2 separate regions of the Sus scrofa genome follow, and region 1 is linked to region 2. Evidence: chromatin contacts called from public Hi-C data. All regions are on one chromosome and are shown on one strand. Each heading gives the region's core, a stretch centred on a gene start, on an enhancer-like site or on the middle of the called end of the contact. The rest is flanking DNA. Distances are from core to core; before and after follow the strand shown. Region 1 holds the start of LRP2BP (LRP2 binding protein). Region 2 holds the start of ING2 (inhibitor of growth protein 2).

Region 1 (3,142 bases), core at 609-3,108, 1.5 Mb before region 2:
TTAACTAGTATTAGATATCATTAATAGCCTAAGGTGACATTTAAATGATAATACTAAATTATCAATTAGGCAAGCATCGTGTCATTAAACTGCAGGGATCTGATTAGTATAATCCAAGAAAATATAAAATTTGAAGCCACTGATTTCATACTTACTCAATTTGAGCATCACTGGCTACAAGCAGGCTGAGGCACTCCATGCTTCCAACTTTTGCTGCCTTGTGTAGTGGAGCTTCTCCAAAAACATCCTTACAAATAAGACAGCACATTTTAGTCTCTCCCCAAAACGCTTGCTTGTGGAAGTTGCTGGGTAAAGTCTATTGTTTGAGGAAGCCAGTTAGAACTGTATTGTTCTGGACTGAATTTTTTAATTTTTTTTTTAAATAAAGTTCACTTGGTACCCTAATAAATAGAGTTGTCATTAATAAAAACATGTGCAGCCACAGCTACATTCATTAAATTTTAAGTGAATAACAGCGAAATCGAAATCTATAAAAGTAAAAATTACAATTTAAAATTCACCATGCTTTAATATTCAGTGGAAGATGCAAACTACCTTCAGTTCTGTAAGAAATTATATTGTTTATGAGCATGAGTCACAAGTATGTCAGTAGCTACCCTGAGACTTCATTTGGTAATGGAGCAATTGTTCCTTTGGAAATGAATCGTAGACCTTCGAAATGCTGTCCGGTATATTAACCAGCAGCCCAACATATGGCTAATGAGCACCTGAAATGTGGCTAGTCTGAATTGAAATGTGCTATAAATGTAAAATACACACCGGATTGAGAAGACACATCAAAAGAAAATGTAAAATACTTAACAGTAATGTTTTATATTGATTACATATTAGAATGATATTTTGGATTAATTAGGTTAAATTACTAAGACTAATTACAAGTTTCGTTTTACTTCATTAATATGGCGACTAGAAAATTTTAAGTTACCTATGTGTCTCACTTATTTCTATTGGACATCGCTGAGACGGTCAAGTTCATGAAAGTGAAACCACTAAATATCCTGGTGCCTAAGAATTGTTTGAGGGGATTTGGGGTGGAGGGGAGGGTTGCACACAACAATCAGTTACCTAGTTACCTGTTGGTTGAGGTCAGCGCCAGTCTGCAGTTGCCAAAGAAGAAAGCAAGAAAGGCCGCCACCTGCAGCCAGGTGGACAGGCGACTGCTCACAGGGATCCGGAGGTGCGTTGACGGAGGCCCCCGTCTCTAGCAGTTGCTTCAGAATATCTACCTGCGAGAAGAGAACAGCTCCAGCACCATTCTTGCCTTTGTCCAGGCTCACGCCCTCCCAAAATTGAACATCCTCCCCCCTGCAAAAATTTTCCAGCTCTGAAGACACAGGGTCCATTGATCCACCATTACCTTAGCTAGCGCTCCCAAGAAGTCAGACCTCCGGAAGCTTAAACCTGCAGGACAAAAGCGGCCTGAGTCTCACCTCTGGGTTGCTATCAAGCAACTGCATTTCCCGCCTAAAGTAGTGGACTGGAGTCCTTGGGAGAGCAAAACGGTGGGGCACTCGTTGCAAACAGGTAAGAGTGCACAAGCTGCCTAAGAGCAGGAGAATTTAAAGATCGCCAGGGCCAGCGGGCCAGCCCCTCCCCGCCGCGCCCCAACTCTGGTTGAGCCCTAGCTGCCCAACCCTTGGCTTCCGGGCCTTTCTCCGCCCAGCTGCAGCCGCACGTACACAAAACACTGGCACGTGCAACCGGGAAGCCAGAGAGGCTGGCGGGGAGGAAGGAGGCGGAGGCAGCGCGGATCCGCCAGACGATTGGCCAGCGGTGGAGCTGTTAGGTCCGCCCACCCTGAGGCGGGGCCCTGGGCCGCTCCCCCGGAGTCCCGGTGCGCGTGCGCGGTGAGCGACGGCAGTCTGCGCGGCTGGAATGCAGCGCCCGCCATGAGGCGTGCGGAGTCCCCACGTCGGACGCGGTAGTTCCCAGCTCTAGTGCTTTTGGGGAAACGGGAGTCGCGGGCGGAGGTTTTGGTTTCTGCTGGCACGCACGTAACCAGGAAACGAGGGAGCTACGAGGCGCTCCGTGGCAATACCACCTTTGGAAGCTACCACGCGTGGGGCTGACGCCTTGGCCGCAGCCTCCAATTCTTTAGCTGCACGTTCAGAGTTGCCCGAGGCTTCGCTCTGTCCCCTGGGCCCTGGACACTTGGGGAAGAAAGCGGGATCTGGGGGTTTGGGGGTAGGTGGAGGGGCGACTGCCTCTTGGCTGCTCTGGGGGAAAGCTGGGTTGGGGGAAAGGCTCTCCTGGAGCTCTTTATACTGTTTAGCTGGAGTCATTCCTTTTTGTAAAACTTTAGAAAAAGACTTCCTCACTTCAGACTGTAGCCAGTGACTCGCACATCTAATCTCTGAACTCTTTCCTCAGCACTTTTTTTTCCCCAGATTAATCCTGCTAAAAGCTACAGCTGCAGCCATATATTTATTTTCCCTAACATCTTCAGTGATCTCCTTCTATCTACTGACATCTTTGAAAGCAGGAGTGAAAAATAATTTATTGCTATACTTTTAGAGGACAAGCTTGTTCTCTGAGATCGGTGTCCTTTTAGTTCCAATTGTTGGTTATAGTTTATTGTATATTTTGTAAGAGCCATAAAGTAATTTGGTAGTAATTCATAGTACTGAACTATGCACTGGTCCAAGGTGTCGACTGAGAAAAATGCACAACGTGGGAGTTGTGGGTTCAGTTTTTTATTCAAGACTTTACTGAGGACTCTAGCCCCGGAGACAGCCTTCAAATAGCTCTGAGGAACTGTTCCTAAGAGGTGGTTAGGAGACTAGTTTACATGTGATTTTTTTTGTTAGGAAATCCATGCAGTTAACATGTATCTTGGTAAAAGATCACTGCTAGTCACAGAGAACAAATAGCTCAGCTTAATGATTGTAGTGTTTTTCTATGCATGGGAAGGTGCAAAAGCAGAGTTTGTTAAAATTCTTGGTGAAATGTGTCTAACTGCCTGAAGGCTTGTTTGTCCAAAGCACAGAGCATCCCTTTATCACCTTTAATTTCCTCTGTCTGAAGCAGAGTGCCCATCATGGCATCATCTTAATCTCTCTGAGGCATCAATTGCACTGTTGGCCCATGGCTGCAGCAGGTTAATCTTGAAGACTTGGATGGT
Region 2 (3,014 bases), core at 187-2,686:
GCGCCGGAACAAATGCTTGCTGCTTAAAATGGCTGATTCCCCTCCACACCAGCTGCAGCCTCCGGGTCTGCAGCGGGGGCTGTCGAGCCGCCCCCACCTCCACCCTTGAGACTCCAAGAGAAGTCCTCGCCGACCGCAGGGGGAAGGGAGGGCCGCGAACCCCGTCTCCAGTCCCGTTCTCCCGTCCCACACACCAGACCCCTCTGTACACTCGGGGAGACTGTCACAGGAGAAATGGAAAGCGGCACTTCCCCAGGCAGGCTCCGAGGGACCGTGCCCGGCGGCCAGCGGATGAGTTGGGGGAGGACCCGCACAGGCAGTCCCGCGGCCCCTACCTTGATATTTGTTGTCCAACTCTCGCAGCACGGACACGTTCCTCTGCATGTCGTGGGGCAGCGACTCCACACACTCGAGGTAGTCCTGCACGTAGCAGGTGAGAAGCCGGCTCCGCTCCCCGGTCAGGAGTGCGGCCGACGAGTAGAGTTGCTGCTGCTGCTGCCCTAACATCCTGCCGCCGCTGCTGCTCCTCGCCGCCGCCGCCGCCGCCGCCTCCGCATCCAGCAGCCACTCATGCAACAGCCACGGCCGCCGCGGCTCCTCTGCTCCGCAGCCCGGCGCCGCGGGGACACCCGCAGCCGCTCAGGAGGGCACAGCCGAGTCCCCCGATCTCCACTCCCCCCAAAAAGAAGCCCTCACTCCCCGCCCCCGCGGTAACAAGCCCAGGGGCGGGGCGAGATCTGGGCTCCCTCCTTTTTCCCCTCCCTCCCCAGGACTAGAGCAGCGGGGATCCCCCCAGCGGAGCTGGCGCCGGGGTCCCGGGCGTTGACACTTCCTGTCCCCCTCAAAATCCCCAGATGCTACCGATGCCGCTTCGCAGCTCGGAACCCCATGACAAGCCTTTCGCTGCCCCTTTCCTCCCAATCACCCTCGGTGCCTGTCGGAGAGTCTCTCACTGGATTGCCCCCGCCCCTCCGGCTGCGGACGCGTCTGCGCCTGCGCAGGCCTCCCTCCTAATAAGGCCGGGGGCCCGCCCCTACCGCCCTACCGAAAGGTTCGCATTCTCCCGCCTTCCCTCCGCCACCCGGGTGATTGGTCTGTAAACTCTCGGCCCGGGGCGGGGGGAGGGTGCGAAGGGCAGCCAAACGGCAGGCTGCGCACCGCCCCCTCTTAAAGGGGAAGCACTGTCAAGTCCACCTCTTTGCTCAAGGTCTGAATGGGACTTGCGGGGGCTGACGGCTGAGTCCTCCCTTTCGTCCTTCCCACAGGGAGGGGGAAGCTTGGACCAGCTCCCCCAGCCCGGTGTTACCGACTTTTCCCCCATCAGGTGGATCAAGCGCGGCCCCTCGCAAGCCTTAAAAGGAGCAGCGGGCGGTGGCTCTCCGCCGCGACCCTGGAGGGAGGCCTTGCGGGTCGACGCGGCGGCTTGCAGCGGGCGCGGCTCCGAGCATGCGCGGCGGCTGTGTGCCCGCCCGCTCGGCACCGCCCTCGGGCTCGGTCCTCCTCCCGCCGCGGCCTGTAGGCTCCCGGAGCATCCGGGGCTGATCGCGGAGGTAGGCGGTGCCCCCACAGCCCCCTGAGGTTTCTTTCTCCCTTAGTCGATCCGTGTTTTGAATCTCCTGGCTTCAACGAGGTCCCACCCTTCCTCAGACGCGGGGCCCCCCCGCGCCGTCCCACGACCGTGCAGGTTTTGTCCACCCTCCCGCTCTTGGGAGATCGAGTTTAGTGTGGGCTGACTGCCCTGAAAACTGTCCAACGGGTAACCTTAAAAAAAGAAAAAGAAAAAAGTTTCCCCCCGGGGGATCAGAACGTTTAAGCATTAAACGTCGGCTAGGGCTTCCTGGCGGCTTGAGGTTCACCACCACCTTAACATCTTTCTCCTCTAAGACAGAAAAACACTGGGGGGCCCGAGGACAAGGGGTGGTGAAGACGCGAGGAAAAACCTAATTAGGAATCAGGTTCACGTCCTCATCTAGGTGATCGGTCGACAGGGTTTAATTTCTGTCTTTTGTAAACTGAAATGCCAGGCAGAGGAGCTAATTTTAATTTCAGATGGACTCAGTTTGTATAATGACGTGTGTTTTTGGAAGAAACGGGTGTAAAGAGAACTAATACAAAGAGAATTTTAATGGCGTGCCAAAGTAAACAAACACTATTGTGAGTAGCACATTTGAGTTAAAAAGAAAACGTGAGTGGGTGATAAATTTGGATTTCTCCTTATATCCATTTGGTTCGCCGCGGTGGTGCACTTGCATGGTGACCTATTTAGAGTACTTTTGAAATAGCTGTTAATAGTATGGTTACCATTGACATGCAAAGAGAAATCTAGACCTTGAGGTACAGGATATTTTAAATTTTAAAGCCGAAACAAAGCATTCTTGGAAATTTGAGTCTTGGGAACAAAGTAATATTACACAGGACTCGAAGATTGTCATGTGCTATTTTCCTGTGACACTTTGAGGTTTTGACCACTTCAACCCAGGCAGTGTAGTATTGTATTTCAGAGAATCATCTAGGTTTCTTATTGTTGTCCTCCTTTAAATCTCTTAGGTTAAGCAGCCAGATCTTGTCAAAAAACAGTCACTGTGAAAAATTGAATTTTATCACTTTTTGCCTGAACCTTACTAGTTTTGTTTACACATAGATTTAAATCGGTTAGGGTTTTTTTGAAGGCCCCAAATAATGCACAATGTCTTATTATTTATTGATTCTGATTAGACATAGAATGCACCTATGATTTTATTCAGCCTAAATAGTGATCTGCAGGCAGATATGACACATGGTTAGAAAGTAGAAGTGAGAAAAGGCAGTGATTCTGAATACCTAGAGCACTCCCTCCAAGAACAGAAGAGCATGAGATGAAGGGAGGATGAATATGCAAATGTAAAACTTTTAGAGCATTATTTTCACCTTTCATAATCCTATTGAACAAGCTGAAAGGAAGCAAAAAAAAAAAAAAAATCCAGATAATGATTTTTGAGCTTGTGTTTTTCTAAACCTAAGGACACTCTTATCTG

The links. Hi-C and Micro-C count contacts between places; a contact is called where the count stands out from the background.
Region 1: a Hi-C map of liver shows a contact between it and region 2, with 5 times the contacts expected there. The contact joins the promoter of LRP2BP here to the promoter of ING2 in region 2. A contact is called at or near these places in 1 of 5 promoter capture datasets (liver), 1 of 47 Hi-C or Micro-C datasets (liver) and 1 of 2 datasets of contacts at active chromatin or transcription factors (alveolar macrophages).

Annotation. Positions count from the first base shown.
Region 1 is chr15:46,444,372-46,447,513 of Sscrofa11.1, reverse strand. LRP2BP (LRP2 binding protein) reads left to right here and starts at 1,858. Exons shown (of 11, transcript NM_001243566.2): 1 at 1,858-1,924; 2 at 1,927-1,942. The coding sequence starts at 1,911. It overlaps ANKRD37 (ankyrin repeat domain-containing protein 37), which reads right to left and starts at 1,725. Exons shown (of 5, transcript XR_002339222.1): 1 at 1,379-1,725; 2 at 1,095-1,247; 3 at 156-247.
Region 2 is chr15:44,916,017-44,919,030 of Sscrofa11.1, reverse strand. ING2 (inhibitor of growth protein 2) reads right to left here and starts at 1,436. Exons shown (of 2, transcript XM_003133342.5): 1 at 336-1,436. The coding sequence starts at 507. It overlaps LOC100621235 (a long non-coding RNA gene), which reads left to right and starts at 1,465. Exons shown (of 5, transcript XR_001301384.2): 1 at 1,465-1,550.